2 separate regions of the Zea mays genome follow, and region 1 is linked to region 2. A link is a contact called in public Hi-C data. All regions are on one chromosome and are shown on one strand. The core of a region is the stretch at or near the end of the contact, and the rest is flanking DNA. Distances in the headings are between cores, read along the strand shown. Region 1 holds the start of LOC103647612. Region 2 holds the start of LOC103647611 (cytochrome P450 71A1).

The links. A called contact is a pair of places that touch in the nucleus more often than the background predicts.
Region 1: a contact with region 2 is called in a Hi-C map of ear, with 3 times the contacts expected there. The contact joins the promoter of LOC103647612 here to the promoter of LOC103647611 in region 2. A contact is called at or near these places in 6 of 25 Hi-C or Micro-C datasets (bundle sheath, ear, leaf and 2 more).

The regions. Positions count from the first base shown.
Region 1 is chr2:201,944,293-201,947,954 of Zm-B73-REFERENCE-NAM-5.0, reverse strand. LOC103647612 reads right to left here and starts at 2,067. Exons shown (of 6, transcript XM_008672121.2): 1 at 1,785-2,067; 2 at 1,428-1,594; 3 at 176-251; 4 at 2-74. The coding sequence starts at 1,956.
Region 2 is chr2:201,683,220-201,687,294 of Zm-B73-REFERENCE-NAM-5.0, reverse strand. It overlaps LOC103647611 (cytochrome P450 71A1), which reads right to left and starts at 2,380. Exons shown (of 2, transcript XM_008672117.3): 1 at 1,134-2,380; 2 at 250-1,029. The coding sequence starts at 2,015. The coding sequence ends at 391.

The DNA.
Region 1 (3,662 bases), core at 818-3,317, 260 kb before region 2:
CCTCTCCAAGAATTCCTGCCTCGACAAGTTCGCAGGTCTCTGTTGTCCTTGTTGGTGAGAGCGGGTGGTAGCTGCTGCTAAAGGAAACATGAAACGTGCTCAGTAGGAACAAATAGTTCCATCTTTAGAAGAGGATGGAGCAATAGATATAACATCAACAGAAGACTTCACATACCATCCTTTGTAACATGTGCTGGAGCTTGTTCAGCTGCGGATGGTTTTCTCTCGACCAATCTGCTGTCCACCAATAACTGCAGGGACATTTCTCACTCCTATTAGGACTGCACATAAGCTTATCATATGATAAGCTTCAACAAATATAAAACGTATGGTACACCTATTAGTTAATCTTAAAATTTATACGTGCTATTAGGAGGTAGAAAGTTCATTCATTGCATTCAAAGAGCACAGCATTCTCAAGAACAGAATCTGACAACAAAGCATATGTACCCCCTCAGTTCTTTTTTATCTGTCGCAATTTAGTTTAAAAATGAACTAGCGGGCGACAAATATTCGACACCGGAGGTAGTAGTTTTTTTTTGTTACCATTCATTCATATTCAGTGGGATTGAACCAAAGGATTCACATAAGTCATATCTGCTGATGAATCTTTTCAGGGTGATTAGGAATCAAAGCAGTGATTCTTTGTAGTGCACGAGGCAGTCAAAAGGTGAAACCAAATTACAGGGTTAGATCAGAACTGTTTTTTTTTTCATATGGTGATGATGGTGCTGGTGGTAAGAAGGAAACACTCAAAAGAAGGTCAAGATTCAACAAAAAGGTGTGGTAAGAAAAAAGAAACTTTCAAAGCAATAGCAAACATAAGGGCAACAGTAATGGAACACCTCTCCTGCTAGGAGGGTAACAAAATTTGTCTACCCTTGTAGTTGTAGGGTTGTATATGCACTAGCATTATCACGCATCTGTGTAGTTAATCACGGAATTACTGTTCATAAACCTTTATAAGCTATAAATCCTGTTCTTACATGAGTTATATGGCCTGCTGATTTGTCAGAATGTTGGCAAAACCTTGCATGAAGGGAAGGATGCAAGATACTCACTGGTCATGATTTTGGTATACTACAACAAAATCTGAGGAAATTCGTGACCCTGTACTATGTTCTAATCACACACTACATATACTGTGCTATGTTTCCTAGATATGAGAAACAAATGAGAAATTCTGGTATACTACAACAAAATCTGAAGAAATTCCTGGCCTGTACTATGTTCCAATCACTCACTAGTCACCACATATGGCCATATGCTGTGCTATCTTTCCTAGATATGAAATTTAACAGAAACAAATGAGATACACCGACACACGTGCTGGCAGCAGCATTGGGCCCTTGGCCAAAAAAGAAAAAGAAAAGGAAAATATGCTAAGTTCAGAGATTCTCAGATTGTGAAAGGAGAGGAAAACCAACCTCGAGGCCCCTGCAATACGGCAACAACGTCTTGCCCTCGCCCTCACCACCTTGGCCGTCCCTGTTCACGAATATGGAGTAACCCGCGCACCCGTACCTGAACCGCCTGAGATCATGCCCCTGCGCTGTCGCGTCCTCCTTAGGCTCATCCACCACGTAGTTAGGAACTAACACACCAAATCATCAATAGCCTCATGAGATCTTCGGGTCAGGCGTAACTCAAGTCAGACTTCTTTTTTTCTTTCAACTTTCAAAGAAATAAATTCGCATACAAAAGCAAACAACTTTGTGGATTCGGCTGCAAATATCAATCAAACAGACTGCAGAGCTCCGGCGTATCGGGTTAGGGTTTGTGACCTTGGGGGATGGAACGGGGGATCCCAACGCAGATTGGGTTGTAGCCGCGGGACTTGAGCACTGACGAGTAGTAAAGGCAGCCCTTGCACGACTTCCCCTTCCGCGGCGGAGCCGTACCAGAGGTACCTCCGGAAGCCGCGGCGCCGGACACCGATGATGCCCCCACTACCATCCCACTTTCCCCCTCGCTCCTGTACCTCCGTGTCTGTCCGGCGGGTGACGGCGAAATTAGCTATCGAAGCGAGAGAGAGAAACTGTCCAGGCATACACCAGCAAACGGAATATTTAGGGTCTATTTGGTTGGGTTGTGGCCGTGAAAAAAGTTGCTGTAGGCTGTGAGCTGTGGAAAAAGCTGCTGTAGGCTGTAAGCTGTTAAAAAGCTAAAAATCGTTTGGTGGAAAATACTAAAAGTCGTTAAAAATTCTTCGATATATGTTTTTATAGTTTCATCCGAAAAGCCACTAAAAGCAGGTCCAGGGGTGCTTTCAGATTTGCACTATGAGAAAGTCGGCTTTTAGAAAAAACTGCTTCCTAGATCCAGCCCTTTGGTTGGCTTTTGGCTTTTAGGGGGGCAAAAGCCAAAGCCAAAAGTCAAACTAAACACACCCTTAAGTATTTAGCGTGCGTTTGTTTCCCATTACTAAATTTTAAATTTCAGTCACATCAAATATTTGATACTAATCAGAAATGTTAAATATAGTCTAATGACAAAATTAACTATATAGATGAGACTAAAGGACAAGACAAACTTATTAAACATAATTATTTTGTGATTCCTACGTGTGATGCTGCAGTAACTGTTTGATAATCATAGATTAATTAGAGTTAATAAATTTATCTCCTCATTTTCTTTATCTATGTATTTAGTTTTATAATTATATTATATTTAATAACTATAATTGTTATTCAAATATCCGATGTGCCACATACTAAATTTTAGTCAAGAAACCAAACACTCGCTTAACATGATTGACCACTCTAAAGACGACACTTTTAGAATGTTTATAACACATTTCATACTACAAAACGGAAGATGTTACACTTTTGTCATTTTGTTCTATGTGGCTTGTCGCGTTTGCACGTCACATCCTTACCATCATGGATGGCCACACCAAAAGTCTTTTTTGACCCTCGCTTGACACCACCTCCATTTGGCCTCGTTGTCTCGTCTTCTTGCAAGTGGCTCACAATCTAAGTCGTGTGGGGCCGATGTGGTGAGAAAGAACGGTGACGAGCAGAAGCCGCTCTCGAACGTGACACAACAACAAGCAAAGGTGAGGTTTCGCTCACCCAGCTCGATCTGGTCCATCCACGACAGCAGCGCCCTCCTAGACGCAGTCCTCGCACATGTCCCCGGTGTCTGCACATGTCCTCACATCTTAAGATGGTGGTGCTTGTTAATCTTGGAGGTTGCATCCTCTAGATGGAAAAGCGGCGTGTGATGCCTGATGTTAGAAGGTTGTGTGTGGCTCCAGAGAAGGCTTTGCGAGGGGTACCATGATCGCAAACAGTAACAATAGTAGAGCAGGGTATGAAGAGTGGTCAAATGATCTAACCAAATCAAAGTGCTAGAGCTCTTGTGTAAACAGTCGCTTTGGTGGAGAGAGTAAGCTCGTATGCTTACCATAAGAAAGAGGATCGACGTAAACATTGAACTTGCTTTAACGAGGATTTAGTTATTGGTAAACCACTAAACCTTAGGATAAAAATCATTGTGTCAAATTTGTCTTCATGCTCGTTTGCAATCCTATAACACAAGCTTGTTTCACTTGTTTTACTTATGTTTATGTTGTTTTTCTTGTGCTTGCTTAGCTTATGTAGCTAAGTTGTTGTAGCTCTCTAAGACAGCCTCTAGCAGTTCACTCATATGGTCACTCA
Region 2 (4,075 bases), core at 1,131-3,630:
GGTAAAGTGTGCAATCTCTGCAGAGTGTTATGAAACTGATATATCAGTCGTGCTCACGGTTATGAGCAGTCTTGGGAGCTCCTTTGATTAGAGATACTATGATCACAGATGATAATGAGGATAATAATGGTTTTAATGGTGATGATTATGATAATGGATTTCAGTGTTCTTTCTGTTTGGAATTAGTGCCTTTGGGTTAATAACTTGGGTTAAATGCTAAAACTTGGCTCTCTAGTGAACTTATACACATACAACAAGTAGTAAAATATAGTTAAACACAGGTAAAAATTAGACAAAGCTACATATTTACAGTATAAGTATTATTTTTTACCCAAGCTCTTAAATATTTCTGGTTCCGCCACTGCATGGAGACACATGAAATTCCTCGCGCTACTGCAGCGCTGGCTGAACGAGCGTCCTGCACTTGGGGACAAGGACGAGCGGAATCCGCCGCGGCGTCGTCATCCCCGGCGCCTCGCCCACGTCGAGGTCCGCTTTTCCCACGCCGGCGGGGAGCTCCCATTCGAAGTGGTGCAGAAGGCTGACAAGCGCGAGCTCCAAGACCGGCAGCGCGAAGTTGATGCCGGGGCAGATCCTCCGGCCGGCGCCGAACGGGATGAGCTGGTAGTCGGTACCTCTGAAGTCCACCGAGGGACTGCCGCCCACGAACCGCTCTGGGCGGAACTCGTCCGGTGCGTCCCACACAGCAGGGTCCCGCCCGATGGCCCACACGTTGACGAAGAGAGCCGTCTTGGCCGGGATCTCGTAGCCCTGCACAACCGCGGGCGTTGTTGATTCGTGCGGGACGAGGAGCGGCGCTGGTGGGTGGAGCCGAAGCACCTCTTTGAACACTGCCCTCAGGTACTCCATTTTGTTCAGGTCCGGTTCAGCGATGGTCGTCTGATCGGCGCTGACGACTCGCGCTATCTCGCCTTGGAGCTTGCTCATCACCCGCGGGTTGGCAATGAGTTCGGCCATGGTCCATTCCAGCGTTTGGGACGATGTTTCAGTTGCAGCCGCTATCATGTCCTGCAGACTCAAGAATCGAGTACGGATGAGAGGAACAATATTGGATTATTGGTACTAAACATTTTTTTGATGAGATACTAGAAGAGCGTTTCCGCGAAGATAACCTTGACGGTAGCTTTGATGCGATCGTCTGTGAGCTCGAGCCCATCTGCGCCTTCTTCCCGCAGCCGAAGCAAGACATCCAAGAAGTCCTCATCCTCCTCTGCGTCGCCACCCCCCTTCTCCTTGTGTGCGGCCACTATATCGGACAGGAACTTGTCCCACGACTCCACCAAGTCTTCGAGCTTCTTATTGAGGCCCGTCACCCATCTCACGAACCTCGCCGGTGCGTCCGGCAGCACGTCTTCGGGTTGGAAGCCCGCCATCAGCGCCTCGGGCTCGGAGTTCCCCATCAGCTCTTTCAGCTTCTCTGCTGTCGCCCCAGCGGCACCGGTGGCCGCGCGGGTGGCCACCGCGTTGGCGTAGCCGTTCAGGAGCTCCCTCAACTCCACGGCCTCCCCAGCCTCCGCGGTGCGGCGTGTCCGTGCGACGAGCGCGGCTACCTCGGCGGCCCTTACGGGCGCGAACGATTCCACGCGCCGTGGAGAGAGGAGGTGGACCACAGCGATCTTCTTGCCCCGGCGCCAGTTCTCGCCGTAAGGCGCGAACGACACGTTGCTGCACTCATACATCAGCTTATCCCCTCCCACGCTGCGTGGGCGGGAGGCGAAAGCGAGGTCGTGGTTCTTGAACAGATCCGCGGCCGCGGCCGCAGTGGACACGACCAAGGTCGGTCTGCGCCCGAGTTGCAGGAAGAGGAGACCGCCGCCGCCGCCATAGCGAACCTGCAGCTCTAGCAAGGATCGGTGCGCGACGCGGCCGATGAGGTGAAGGTGGCCGATCAGCGGTAGCGACGGCGGGGATGGCGGGAGCTTTCTGCTCCTGCGGTTCTTGATGATGTACAGGAAGACGATAAGCGCGCCGGCAGCGAGCAGGTAAGGAGGCATTGTTTGTTTTCTGCTCTCGTGAGTGGTGACCAGTCTATTGCTGCGGAGAAAGGAAGTGACTTTGTTCGGCTTTTATGCTATTTTCAACCATGCGCCACTATCCACTGTTGACCCTGTTTGACACAGCTGCTGTTTGTTAAAAAAACAGCTTATCTGAGAAGCTGATGAAAGACAGCTTCTGCTTGTTGGCTGTTTTTAGTGTATTCTGAGAAGCAGCTGAACTAATAAGCTGCTGTAGAAGCTGACTGTTTGGCAGGACTTCTGCTTAAATTTGTGAAGAAGCTGAAAATAAGCTGTCGATCTTCGTCGGCAGTTATCTATCACTAATATATCTTACGTGCTAACATTACGATCTCGAAATAATCGATAACAAAAGTGGCACAAGTAAGAGGAGGTAGACAGCGGCGAAGGGTGAGGCTAGGGCGCACATGCGAAGCAATTATTTAAGGGCACGTTTGGTTGGGGAGCATGGAGCGGCTTCATTTCAATTTCTAAAAATTAAATCATTTCATTCTGTGTTTAACAAGCAGAACAGAACCACTCCATTTTTTGTTTGGTTGAAGAGTAGAATAGAACGGAGCTGCTCCGTTTATTGTTTGGTTGGAGAGCCATATGACTGTTGAGTTGAGGAGATGGATGAGAGCGCTCGTGTCCGCGAGAGCGCTCGTGTCCGGTCGTTTTGGTGAAGCCAGAGCATCCCAAATATTTGCTATTTATAGACTCCAGGAGCCGCTCCGCTCTCCTCCATGGTAACCAAATATAAAAAAATAAGAATGGAGCCGTTCTATTCCCCTCCGCTACTCAACCAAACACACCCTAAGATTGAGAGGGACAAATCAGATTGTGAGAGTTGTTAAGAGATATTTTATATTATTTATATGGTGATTAGATAAGAAAATCAGTACCTCCTAAGAAGTTTGAGGATTGGGGGACATTGTCCCTCTGCCTCCCCTAGAATTGCCCCTAATAGGGTGGCGAGGACGAGAGAGAGGTAAGAGAAATTATCTAAATAATATTATTCAATTAGTTTGAGTAAGGGGAGAGGGTTTAACCTGTTCGCTGCAGCTGGATTAAAGTTGTTCGGACTGCTGTAGCTACAATCCATAAAGACAAAATACTGTAGAAAAAGCAGAAGCCATTGGATTAAAGCCGCAGCGAACATGCTTAAGTCTAGGGTCTATTTGGCACAGTTTATTTTCAGCTTCTTCACAAATTTAAGCAGAAGTTCTGCCAAACAGACAGCTTCTGCAGCAACTTATCAGTTCAGCAGATTTTTAAAATGAACTAAAAGCAGCTAACAAGCAGAAGCTGCTTTTTACCAGCTTATCAAATAAGCTGCTTTTTCAACAAGCAGCAGCTGTGCCAAACAGGGCCTAAGTGTAATTTGTTTAGTGGATTAGTGGATGTTATGGGTGTGGAGGAAATTTGGTTGAATGAGCTTTGCAAAGTTTAAAGTAACATATTATATATAGTGGTATAGATACGTCCATACATCATCACTTATCTGTATATTGCTATGATTACTATATATATGAATATATCATATAGATATACGTTGATTAAATGGGATATTTATCTAAAGATGATTATGTATTTTTATTTTTAAATTATTAGTATATATATTTACAACATCTCTTTCTTATATAATATAAACATGAGTTGCAGAGGTAGAAGCCAAACACTTATACCAAGTGAGTCGTCATTTTTTACATATTTTAAATTAAAATAAAGCATGTCATTTAATTAAAATAAACATATATTTAAACACATTATTGAGCAAATAAAATTACATAATTTATTAAAAAATATATAAGTTAAACATACAAATAAAAATTACTCTGTCTAATATAATTCTTTCTAGCTTTTTTTCCACATACAAACTACATTCATAAGTTAAATAATGAATATATATTTAGTCTAAAACGAATTACTTTTTTGGATGGAGGGGTACATGTTGGGGGTCTGCTTCGTCGCCGAAGGTCCCATAAGAAGAAACACCTTCGGAAGATTGATGCAAAGCCGAAGCTATCAATTAGAAGGCTTCGGAGTATATTCCCAAA